2 separate regions of the Mus musculus genome follow, and region 2 is linked to region 1. Evidence: chromatin contacts called from public HiChIP or PLAC-seq data. All regions are on one chromosome and are shown on one strand. The core of a region is the stretch at or near the end of the contact, and the rest is flanking DNA. Distances in the headings are between cores, read along the strand shown. Region 1 holds the start of Ccpg1os (cell cycle progression 1, opposite strand). Region 2 overlaps Rab27a (RAB27A, member RAS oncogene family).

Region 1 (6,468 bases), core at 3,162-5,661:
ATGCCCAATTAAAACAAAACAAAAAATCCCTAAATATATTACATGCAATCCTTACATAGTACAGGACTAACCTCTTTCTCTGAACTCAAACTGAAAGATGATTTGGTCCTGTTTAAGGGAGCAAGGCAAACAGTAAGCCCTGAAATCAACCTCTTTCCCTGCCTTAATCTAGCCAAATCTGATTGTTCCTAAGAATAAAGTCCTGGAGAGGAGGCAGTGATGGCCCTGAAGGCCACGTTCTTGATGTTTTCCAAATGACGGTGTGTGGCTTTTTACAGTTAACATTCAAATAATTTAAAAAATTCTTAAGTTGGTTAAAAAATACAATTTCACCTACAATAGCAACACTGTGGAATTTGGCAGCTCAGACATATTATTCTAGCACAAATGCTTTTTATATCCTGTGGATGGACCCAAAGCCTACATTAAACCAACACAAGATGGACTGGTGAGATGGCTCAGTGGTTAAAACCACTGACTGTTCTTCCAGAAGACCTGGGTTTGAGTCCCACCATCCACATGGCAGCTCACAAATCCACACAAGACACACAGAACACAAGTAAAAGACAGAAAATATTGAAAAGAAACTGACATGTGGAGAAAAGCTCCCAACTAAAACAACCTAAAAAAACAAAAATACTACCATCTAAAAAGCAATAAAGGCTGGCTCACGCTGGCTCACACCTGTACTCAGAAGGCTAAGGCAGAAAACTGCAGCAAGCTCCAGGCCTTGGGCTGAGGAAGACCCTGTCTTAAAAAAGAAAACAAAACAAAGAATCCCAGAGCTCAGAACGCAGAGGCAGGTGGAGGCCAACCTGGTCTACTAGTCCAGGACAGCCTAGGGTGTTTCGCCAAGAAACCCTGTCTCAGAAAAACAAAAACAAAACGGAGGTATAACTCAAAGGTTATACCTGGGCTCACAGCCACCAAGCTGGGCAGCCAGAATTTGACCTCCAGGACACAATCACATGGTGAGTCTGAGATTCCCATAAATTATCCTTTCCTCTGTTTACATACAAAATAAAAATATAACCAAGGCAAAGTGATGAGAGTTACTCCTCCTAAGGTCGCTAATGACGAAACACAGTCACTATTCTTTAGAAGAACAGAAGCAAAGATGTAGACTAATGAATTGTATAATTTTATCTGTTCACACTGAATCTAACAAAAAAATTAAATATAGCTCAAATTATCAGACATATAAAGCCTACTACTTAATTATCTTCAAACAGGGTCTGTTAGCCAGGATAACCGTGGACTCCTGATTCTTCTTCTGACCTCCCATGTATAAGGATTATAGGCAAGTTCTATCACTCCAAGCTAACTCCCACTTGTAAATGCTTACAAATAAACAAGCTGTTTTCAGCTGAACATGGTGGCCCGGGTCAGTGAATCAGAGACCAGCCAAGGGTACAGTAAGACTGTCTCCTGCCCCTCCACATATTTTTTTTTTGCATGTGTATTAAAATAACCAAGATTTGTCTAGTCTAAAGTATCTTTTATGTTTCATTTTTGTTCTAGTTAACAACAGGTCAAAAGACACATACATGCTAAGAATTATTGTTAGGATGCTTTTTATTCTTTCCAGACAACTAATTGGTCTCTTTCCCTTCTCCTCAAAATAATTTCCATTTAAATTCATATATGGTTTGTGAATTCAGTATAACTGAGGATTGTGCTTTGGTTTGTTTGTTTCTTTCTTTCTTTTTTTTTTTTTTTTTTTTTTGGGGGGGGTTTCGAGACTAGGTTTCTCTGTATAGCCCTGGCTGTCCTGGAACTCAGAAATCCACCTGCCTCTACCTCCCAAGGACCGGGATTAATAAAGGCATGAGCCATCACTGCCCAGCTGTGCTTTGGTTTCTTTTGTTGTTGATCAGTTTGCATGTGTCTTGTTGGGTTTTTTTTTTTTCCTACTTCCTGATTTGCTTTTTTGAGGTAAGGCCTGCCTCCTTAGTGAAGGGATTAGTGTGCACCACCCACCCGGCTACCCTGTTTGGACTGTGTACTGCTTTGTCCTTTTTTGGAAACTGGATCTTGTTGTGTAGCTCAGATTGGCCTTAAATTTCCAATTGTTCTGCCTATGCCTCCTAAGCTATGTTAGACCTAGGCCATTACACTAACTTCTTTATTTACTTTTAGTTTTTAAGCCCAACACCCAGCCCCACAGCCCCCCACCCCCATCTCTGTGCATCTGTGTTCAGAGGACAGTGAGCAACTTATGGGGGGTCAGTTCTCTCCATCCTGTGGGTTCCAGAAATGAACCTCTGATGGCAGACTTGTTCAGCGAGTCCCCTTACCCATGGAGACACCTTGCCAGCCCATTTACTTTAGAAAGTCATACTTAAAGAATCTAAAGATAATGGAGGCAAGAGCATGTAGAATTCAAGGCTACATAGCCAACTGGTAGCTGGCCTGGGCTATATGAGATGCTGTCTTTTAAAGATTTCAGAGCTGAAGAAACAGCTCAATGGTGGAGAACAAATACTAGGAGGACAGTTCCCAACTCTTCTGGTCTCCACAGGCACTGCATACACAAGCTGCCTTTACAGCAGACAAAACATACAAAAACACATCTTTTAAAAAAAAAAAAAAAAAAAAAAAGGTGGTGCATCCCCAGAAAACACAGTAAAGCGTAAAGAGGTCAGTTTAGTTTCACATCCTAGACAATCACCTTCATAACTAAATATCCTTAAAACTCCAATGGAAACACAACAGTCTATTCTTTGGCTTACAGTACAAAACTGGTTCTAGGAGTTGTTCTGATCATCCTGGGGCTTAAACTCAGGGCCTCACATACATTAAGCAAGTACTGTACCAAAGAACTACATTCTCCGGTCTTTTTATACAGAAATATGCTCTCCACTATATTGCTCAAGTGGTCTCAAACTTGCCATTCCCCTGCTTCAGTTTCTAAATATCTGGGGTACCACCTTTAACTGGAATTTCAACTTTGGTGTAACAGGGTTAAAACAGCATTTACAGCAGGCTCCATGGTACCCAACTACGATCACAGTGCCTAGGACGCTTAGGCAAGAGAACTCCCAGGTCTAGCCTGGGATATATTAGTATCAGGACAGCCAGAGATACACAGCAAGAAAAAAAAGCCAAAAGCATTAACTCACCCTTAACAACCTTCTCAGTTCCCCTGTGACTTGAGCTTGTCAGAATAGCAAACTACTCACACCAGTTATACATGATAAATATCCCCTGAGAAATCTAAGACCTATTAAGATTGGGATCTTAAAGTTAGTCGGTGGACTCAGAAGGCAGAGGCAAACGGATTTCTGAGTTGGAGGTCAGCTTGGACTACAGTGCAAGTTTTAGGATAGGTGGAGATACACAGAGAAACCCTACCTCAAAAAACAAAAACAAACAAACCAAAAAAACCCAATCCACCCACTCCAAAAAAAAAAAAAAAAGGCGAAAGAAAAAATATTGGGTCTTTAAGATAGTTAGTGCTGACATTTCAAACATTATGTGACCTTGCTGGAAAGGTCTCATAGCACCCCTAACTGAGAATAACCAACTGGTTGCCCTTTCTAGGGACAAGCAGCCCCATACAGCCAATAAAGCAAAAGTGGGAGAGGGCAGTGCATGATGGTTCACCCTTAAGGAAAACACCCCAGCTGGTTGCGGTCTAGAACTCGGGCGCTGCCCCTGGCAGAGTTGGGATAAATGAGAGGTAAACACAAACGACACACGCGCAGCTGCTACTTAGGACAAGCCGTCAGCCTAACAAACGCTGGTAAGGACCCGGAGGGGAAGCGTGAAGAACGGGCGGAGAACAGGCTTCGGGGCTGAATAGGAGTATACTTCTGGGGTGCACACTTTTCTATTCCTGACACCTGGGACCTCCGAGCCGGCTCAGAGTGACGCACGCGGCATCTCAGCATACGGATGCAGCTGCACCTGAATCCCGGGGCGCCCAGCTCCGAGCTCGCGGGGCTGCAGCCTGCGAGCCCGCGCCTAACACCTGCCAGGTCGCGCCCTCCGCCCGAGGTCGCCCGAGGACCAAGGCATCCACCAGGAGAAAGCCTCCCGGCGCTGCGCCCGAAGGTACGAGTTGCAGCCCGCGGCCGCCCCATCAGCCCGACCTGCGCCCCAGGGTCTTACCCGAAGACAGCGCCTCTTCCGCCCGACCGCGCCAGCTGTCACCGTGGCGGCGTCCGCGCTCCAGACGCCAGTGACGCCTCATAAAAACAACAACCTGCTCGCAGGCGTCCGCAGCGGGGAAGCGGTGGCAGGCGCGGCGCAGCAAGGCATGCTGGGACTTGAAGTTCCTCCTACGTCTCCTGCCAGCTCGCGGCGAGCAAAAAGAACTACGACTCCCGAAGATGCGTACGGCCCGCACCCCTGAGGCTACCGGAAGCTGGGCGGAGCGACTGCGGATCTCCACAACATCCGGGCTCCCACGCCTGCAGCCGGTTGCCACGGAGACGGGCTGCCACACTGGAAGACGGAGGGTTTCCACCCACCGTCTTCCTCCCCAGAAATTGTAGTTTACGGGACTCCGATCGTCTTGCTGTTGCTTTCCGTCGGTTCTGTAAGAAGACTGGGCCCTACGCCTTCGCCAGACTTCTCGCTATCAGGAAAGAGTTGCTTTTGCCGAAGAGATTAAGATGGCGAGAGAGACAGACTGCGACTTGGTGGGTTTGGGCAGAGAGCTAGATGCTTTTGAAAGTCGAATTCATAATAGTGTTTGAGGCACCATCTACTCCCACTCACTAGTCACCAAGCTGTTATATTTACAAGTTTAAATGCACGATCCACAAAGTAATTACTCTGAAGGTGTATAGGAGGCACCTCACTACAAATGATCTTTTGTCCAGGATGGTTTTTGTTTTGCATTATCTATTTGCAGTCGTGGGGATCGAACTCAGGGACTTGTGCATGGTAGGTAATCTCTGTTCTACTGAACTACACCTCCCAGCCCTAGAACCTTCATGTTTTTGTCACTTAGAGTATGCCTAGTCTAAAAGGATGGAAGAGGGTGAATAGGAGTGCACTCACCCCAGAGGGAAGTTACCGTTCCTCTGTCCCCTACCTGTCTAGTGAGTAAACAGTAAAGGAAACCATTCAACAAGCTGATGTTGGGCAAAAGCTAGTTCACATTTAGATCTGATATTTGTGTTGCTGTAACTAGGGATTGAACCTCAAGCCTCACACAAGCTAAGAAAGCCCTCTACAAAGGAGGTAGATCCCTAACCCCTCGTTTTTGTTTGGGTGAGAGGGGAGTTCTGGGTGGTGGGTTTTTTTTGAGACAGAGCTTCTCAGAGTAACTCGGGCTGACTTTAAATTCTTTGTGTAGCTGGCACTGAATTCCAGAACCCCTTGCCTTTATTTCCCAAGTGTTAGGATTACAGGCCTATGCTACTACACTCTGCTCTTCCAACTTGGTGAACAGGCGAAAATTTAAATAACAAAGCTGGCTTTACAGTGAGTGGGTTTGTAAAGTGGTACTTACTTTGATTACTTATGAGCTGTAGACGAGATAGCACGGTCCCCCATGACTTGGTGTAGATAAGACACCTGGTGACTTGGATTATTGAAGTGACTTTTTAAAATCATTAAATCTAGACCTGAAGGTGATTGTGTTAGTCAGGGTTCTCTAGAGTCACAGAACCTATGGATAGTCTCTATATAGTAAAAGAATTTATTGATGACTTACAGTCCCCAGCCCAATTCCCAACAATGGTTCAGTCGCAGCTGTGAATGGAAGTCCAAGGATCCAGCAGTTACTCACTCAGTCTCACACAGCAAGCAGGCGAAGGAGCAAGAGCAAGACTCCCTTCTTCCAATGTCCTTATATTGTCTCCAGCAGAAGGTGTAGCCCAGATTAAAGGTGTGTTCTACCACACCTTTAATCCCGGATGACCTTGAACTCGGAGATTTAATCCTCTGGAATCCATAGCCACTATGCCTCAAGATCTCCATACCAAGATCCAGATCAGAATCTTCTATCTCCAAGCCTCCAGATAAGGGTCACTGGTGAGCCTTCCAATTCTGGATTGTAGTTCATTCCAAATATAGTCAAGTTGACAACCAGGAATAGCCACTACAGTGATTTAGGGCTTTTTGTTTTGTTTTGTTTTGTTTTGTTTATAATGTAGAATAGAGTTTATTTAGGGCTTGTGGAGGGGAGTTAAGAGAGTAGTAGAAGCAGAGAAAGGCAGAGAGAAGGAGAGAGTAGAGAAGTAGAGACCAGCCATGACCATGTGGAGAAAGGAGGAAGGGAAAGGGAGCAAGATGTAAAAGAGAGGCAAGAAAGGTGATTTAGTTTTAGGGCCAGTAGTAGCAAGGGTGATTTGATGGTAACTGAAGGAGAATAGTAATATAAAAAAAAAACAAAACAAAACAAAACAAAACCCCATGGTACAGTTAGACAGGAGTGGCCCAGACCTAGAATCCCAGCACTATGAAGGCAGGAGAATTGCCAGGAGTTTGAGGCCGAGTAATCATTGAAAGAGA
Region 2 (6,223 bases), core at 3,173-5,672, 86 kb before region 1:
CAAGTGTCCCGAGCACAGAACCCTTGTTTGTTTGCTTGCTTGCTTGCTTGCTTGCTATACAGACCTGGCTGCTCTCAAACTCAATATCCCTACCACTGCCTCCATGCTGGGATTAAAGGCATGGATGTTGTACCTAGCCACTTTCTTGTGTACTGTAACTTTAGGTCCCAACCTTTGGCTTCTCAAGTCCCGTTAATTTGTTGACTCAGATTAGATTCTTATGAAGGGTGCAGAACTTACCACTCTCTTTTCCCTGAAATCAATGCCCACTGTGGTGATGAATTTGGAGTTGAACTTGCCATCAGTGTACTGGTAGAGTACACTGGTCTTCCCTACCCCAGAGTCTCCCAAGGCCAAGAACTTGATGAGGTAATCGTAATCTCCATCCGACATGATGGAGAACTCTGTGCCTCACCTGTAAGACACGAAGAAACGGAGTTAGGAAAGTCCACCAGGAATACGAGAATTAGAGCTGGTGAGATGCCTCACTGGTCAAAGCACTCGCCATGCAACGCTGACGACCTGGGTTATCCCTGGAGCCCACGTAAGCAAATCCACAAGGTGGTCTGCTGACACATGCATGCCATAGCATGTGAGCATACATGCATGTCTGTGCGCTCTCTCTCTCTCTCTCTCTCTCTCTCTGACACACACACATACATTTTTAATCAAAAAAATATTAAAATTTTCTATATTAAAGTAACAATATTCTGTTCAATAAGTATTTGTTTGCATACTTTGTTGGGGGTTTTGTCCATCTGTCTGTCTGTCTGTTGGTGATTCTGTTTATTTTTGAGGAAGGTCTCAGGTACTTCAGGTTGGTCTAGAACTCCTGATCTTCCTGCCTCCAGCTCCCAAGTGCTTGGGTTACAGACAGGATGCACCACCGTGCCTGGCTTTCCACAGGTGCTTCTGTGTAACAGCCTGATCTAGGGGTCCATGAGGGGAGGTAATGAGATGTTCACTGTCCCCAAGAACCTAATAACTGGTGACTGAGATGCTCATAGAAACATAAATAACAGTTTAGGGCTTGGGGTTTGGTTTTTTAAGTTTTGGGGGTTAGGGTTTTTGTTTTGTTTTGTTTTGGTGGGAGTGGTTTTTTGAGATGGGGTTTCTCTGTGTAGCTCTGGCTTTCCTGAACTCAACCGTAGAATTTATATAAAGAAGGAGACTCCAAGTGGGAATGTCTGTAGGACAGTTAACCACAGTCATGGCAGACCACATAAAACAAAAGCTGGTGAACCAAAGAAGGGGCAGGTGGGTGTGGTGGTACACACCTGCAATCTGAGCAATCCAGAAATAGAGGCAGGAGAATTGCCCATGACTTTGGGGGCTAACCTGGTCAATACAGTGAGTTCTCATCCAACCAAGGCTGCATAGTGAGACTGTCTCCAATAAGAAAAGGGAAAAGTAAGTGAGAAAAGAGAAGCATAAGACGGGGCGAGAATACCACACAGTGGTACATGTCCCCGACCCCAGTACCTGGAAGGGATGCAGGAGCCTGAGTTCAAGGCCAACCTGAGTTGAGATGTTGCCTCAATGAGAAAATGTACAGAAAGAGACGTATGGGATGGGTGGGACAAGTGGGGCAGGTAGGTGGGACAGGGCATGAGTGGTGACTCCCAGTACTCAGTGGCTGCTGGTCATCTTTTCAGCACTAGATCCCGGTCTCTCTCTCTTTCCACTTGGACTTTAAATAATTTTGTTTGTCTTATTCGTTTTTATGCTCATGGGAAGTGGCTCGGTCCATAAAGCACTTACTGTGCAAGTGTGAGGGCCTGAGTTCTGATTCCCTAGCACGCACACGCAAAGGCAGGTCCATCCCTACCCCAATCACAGTGTGGGGATAGGCAGCTGTGGCCAGCCGGTCTAGTCCACTGGTGAGCTCCAGATTCAGTGAGATACCGTGTCTCAAAAGGTAAGGTACAGAGAGAGGGCTGGAGAAAGACATCGGACGCCAACCTCTGACCTCCGTATGCACATGCACACACACACACACACACACACACACACACACACACACACACACACACTTATAAACTCAGCACTTGGAAGGCAGAGACAGCCAGATCTCTGGGTTCAAAGCCAGTCTGGTCTTCAGAGTTAGTTCAAGGAGCCAGGGCTACACAGAGAAACCCTGTCTTGAAAAAACAGAAAAGAAAGAGGAGGAGGAGGAGGAGGGAGAGGAAGAAGAGGAAGAAGAGGGAGAAGAAGAAGAGGAGGAGGAGGAGGAAATAAGTCACTTTTAATTCACAGGTCAAATTGTTCTGATGGCTTCTGTATACACTATTATTATTTCCTACTTATTGGTCAGACTGCCTAGCTGTCATGCTCTTTCAGGAAGTGGGTTCCATAGTGGAGTAGAAACCATAACCCACAGCTAAATCCACCTCCACCTGGGTTTTCTAACAGGAAGTTGCTCAAAATTCTTCAAGATCAACTGAAACAAACTCCACCACAAAGGAGAAAAATGTCATCGTCCCCAGCAGTACCCATCCGCGGTTGCTTTTCTCCTCCGTGAGGCTCTCGCCATCTGCCTTTACCTTCTCAACAGATGCAGCACACAATTCCAATCCAAAGAGAAACAAGTCTCTCACCAGGTATGGGGGGAGCTGTAGGGGCAGGGGGGACACACTTCTGATACCAGTGCCAGGGAGGCAGAGCCCAGCAGATTTCTGTGAGTTTAAGTCAGCCAATGTAGCGGTCTATGTGGCATTCCAGGCCAGTCAGGGCTACATATTCACACACACACACACATACCCCTCTCCAGGAAAGTCCTGGGCACTCTCATTTCACATGTCAAACGCTAACAAACTCTCTGACAATCAGAACAATGATCTTCTGTCCGTCCCCCTCACAGAGACACCTCATCCTGCTCATGAAAGGTGGGTCTGCCCATCTATGCGCACATCAGGTGCCCGCCATGCCTCTCCATTCCCTCATACTGTCTACTCAGGTCCTAGGCTCAACACTAGGTGCTTCATTAGAATAAAAGTACAGGCGAGGGTCTTCTCCTCACACTCACCTCTTCTACCCCTGCCTGAAGCCTCAACTTGGTGACTATTAAAAATTCAAACTTCTCAGCCCCTAGAGCTGCCGTGGAGAACTTCCTCAGACAGCCTTAGCGTAGACCCGTGACCTCATATTGCAGATAGGACTGGCCCAGTGGATAAGGGCAGAGCCTTACCAACCTTCACAGTTCTGTTTGTAGGATATAAAGGGTGACACTTTACTGAGGGGTGGCTGTGTTCATAGTTTCTCCTTGCAGACACTGAACTCGGAATTACTGAGCTCTCCAAACGAGGAGCACATGAAGCTAGAGCCTGGCTTCGTGTTGTACAGAAACGGAGCTAAGACTTGAAAGCAGACCCAGACAGGCTCCAGTCAGCTGGAAGGTGGGGGCTTCAAATGGAAGCAAAGGGGCTCTGGTTCTGCAATAGAAGCAACAAAGACCCTGTACCTGCTTTATTTGTGCTTTATGTTAATTTGGGAAACGCTGGTCAGTCGGGTACCTATGCTTTAGTTTATTTATTTATTTATTTATTTATTTATTTATTATATATAAGTACACTGTAGCTGTCTTCAGACACACCAGAAGAGGGCATCAGATCCTATTACAGATGGTTGTGAGCCACCACGTGGTTGCTGGGAATTGAACTCAGGACCTTTGGAAGAGCAGTCAGTACTCTTAACGCTGAGCCATCTCTCCAACCCTTTAGTTTATTTTTTATTTTACAATCTTTTTTTTTCAGAGACAGGCTTTCTCTGTGCACCCCTGGCTGTCACAGAACTCACTCTATAGAGTGGGCTGATCTCAAACTCACAGACCCACCTGCCTCCTGAGTGCTGGGATTAAAAATCTGTGTCACCACTGTCTGCCCATATTATTTTTATTAATGATGTTGCCTTGTTTTGTTTTGTTTTTTTCAAGACAGGGTTTCTCTGTGTAGCCCTTACTATCCTGGAACTTGCTGTGTAGACCAGGTTAGTTTCAAATTAATGTGTGTGCCACCACACTGCCTGTGTTTTGTTTGTTTGGTTTGGTTTAAAATAAACAAACAAACAAACAAACAAACAAACCCTGGGGGCTAGATGGCTTGGTAGTTAAGAACACCTGTGGCTCTTACAGAGGACCCGGGTTTGGTTCCCAGCACCCACATCAACTCCTCATGATCACCTGTAAACCCAGCTCTAGGATCTGACGCCCTCTACTGGCTTCCTCAGACACTGCATGCAGGTACAAACCCATACACACAAAAATAAAGAATTGTAAGATCTTCGAAGAAAAAAGAACCGTGATAATACACCCCCTCACACAACGGCCCTGAAGATGGAAAGACATGCTGTGTGTGGAATACCCAGCATTCAGTGTCATCTAACAGCCTGTGACTCACAGAACTGCTAGGAAATGCCCAGAAACTCATCTACATTAAGAAGATTACTAAATTCGTCAAGCTAAGATGTGCTGAGGGCACTGGAACCGTGCATCACACATCTGAGTCCCTCTCTCCTGGAGGAAGTACTGTTTCAAAGCCTCCATCAGGGTCAAAAGCTCCAGGCACCTTCTGAGTGGACACACTCGCACTCAGTTGGCTTCTGCCTCTCCCTCCTTACACAAATATTTTCTCAAAGTGCTCCCCACCCTCATTCTCATCAGACTAACAATAGAAAGCACAGAACACCCATTTCCTCAACAAGAACCGCATGTTAGATAAGTGCCAGATAGGCAGAGAGCTTCCTTATTTAAAAGAGAAAAAAAAAAAGTGCAAGAGGAGGGCGGGGCCTGATGGTGAAAGCCAGGAATCCCAGCTACTCCAGAGGCTAAGGCGGGAGGATAGAAAAGGCAGCCTGGGCAACTTGTTGATAGGGTCTACTCAAACAGTAAAAGGACCTGAAGATGCAAGGGGGGCGGGGGGGGGGGGGCGAGCACTTGTCTAGCAGTTCAAGGCCTTAGGCTTAATTCCTAGTACCAAAACTAACAAAAAGACAAACAAAAACTGAAGACATAGGTAAATTGCTTTCCAGGGAGTAAATGAGGGAAGTGGTTTCAGTTCGGACAAAAGGAGATGAGCTTTAGCGGATCATGCCCTTAACCCTGAGACTCAAAAGGCTGACGCAGGAAAGGTTACTGGGCCGCACAGCAAGACTGTCTCAAAAAATAAGGAGAGAGGGACACATTGCCGGACACTGTCATATGCCACAAACAGCACTAGACATAGGGACTTTTACTTATTTATCATCCTTAGGTCTATAGATTTCCAACAGAGAGAGAGAGAGAGAGAGAGAGAGAGAGAGAGAGAGAGAGAGAGAGAGAGAGAGAGAGCCTTCCCAAAGAGGGTTTGCATAGGTCCCAATTCTGACTCTTCCTCTTCTGCCTTACACGGTTCAGTCCCAGTGCTTAAAAGTGACCTCATCCCTTCAATTATAAAACGGAGGCAACAGCCACCAACCTCCCGATAAACACCCTGGCGATAAGCAACTAAGGGGAATCTTGAGTTTTTTGGTTTTTTGTTTTGTTTCCTTTTTTACTTTTTTTTTAAAAAAGATTTATTTATTGTTATATGTAACACACTGTAGCTGTCTTCAGACACACCAGAAGAGGGCATCAGATCTCATTATGGATGGTTATGAGCCACCATGTGGTTGCTGGGATTTGAACTCAGGACCTTAGGAAGAGCAGTCAGTGCTCTTAACCGCTGAGCCATCTCTCCAGCCCCTGTTTTTTACTTTTTAAAAAAGCTTTTGGGATTATAATCCTATAGTTTCTCCTTTCCCTGTCCTCCTTGCTCTCCTCCAAGTGTTACTACATGTCTATATGTGTATGTACATACACGTTAGGTCGGAACTTCAGAAGGCAGTCCATCATTTCAGGAAGTGACAACGGCAGGAACTGGAAGCAGCCGGCCACGCCATATCCATGGTCAAGAACAAAGAGGATGAACTCATGCATGCATGCTTGGTGGTCAACTTTTCCCCTGCCCTTGGACAGCTCAGGGTTCAAACCCAGGGGACCGCTTCACCACATCAGTTAAGACTTGCTCATACATAATCCTTGATCTACATAATCCCTCACTGAGACTCTCTTCCCAGGTGATTCTAGGCTGTATCAACTTGACAAGTAAAGCCAGCCGTCATAAGGACCCTACTAAGTGCAGGGATGAGATTTATGCACTGAGGTAACTCACAGAAAGATTCCAGCCAGTGATTGATCCAAATGGTCAGT

What was found. HiChIP or PLAC-seq counts read pairs in DNA pulled down with a chosen protein or histone mark.
Region 2: a contact with region 1 is called in an H3K27ac HiChIP or PLAC-seq map of embryonic stem cells, with 20 read pairs. The contact joins the enhancer-like site here to the promoter of Ccpg1os in region 1. A contact is called at or near these places in 2 of 39 promoter capture datasets (hematopoietic stem and progenitor cells and maxillary cranial neural crest), 3 of 484 Hi-C or Micro-C datasets (CD4 T cells, bone marrow-derived macrophages and nephron progenitors), 6 of 115 datasets of contacts at active chromatin or transcription factors (CD8 T cells, the HPC-7 cell line, embryonic stem cells and 1 more) and 3 of 9 other capture datasets (adipose tissue, liver and pancreatic islet).

The regions. Positions count from the first base shown.
Region 1 is chr9:72,983,319-72,989,786 of GRCm38.p6, reverse strand. It overlaps Ccpg1os (cell cycle progression 1, opposite strand), which reads left to right and starts at 4,411. Exons shown (of 2, transcript NM_001198789.1): 1 at 4,411-4,646. The coding sequence starts at 4,620. Ccpg1 (cell cycle progression 1) reads right to left here and starts at 4,283. Exons shown (of 9, transcript NM_001286544.1): 1 at 4,114-4,283.
Region 2 is chr9:73,069,585-73,075,807 of GRCm38.p6, reverse strand. It overlaps Rab27a (RAB27A, member RAS oncogene family), which reads right to left. Exons shown (of 6, transcript NM_023635.6): 2 at 241-415. The coding sequence starts at 393. Among named protein-coding and RNA genes, the nearest start is that of Rab27a, 28 kb to the right of the region's middle. Within about 2 kb of position 4,422, at least 77 of the 459 cell types and tissues checked have an H3K27ac peak or open chromatin away from gene starts, as enhancers often do. A contact at or near this core is called in CD8 T cells, the HPC-7 cell line, bone marrow-derived macrophages and 3 more, where this site is marked.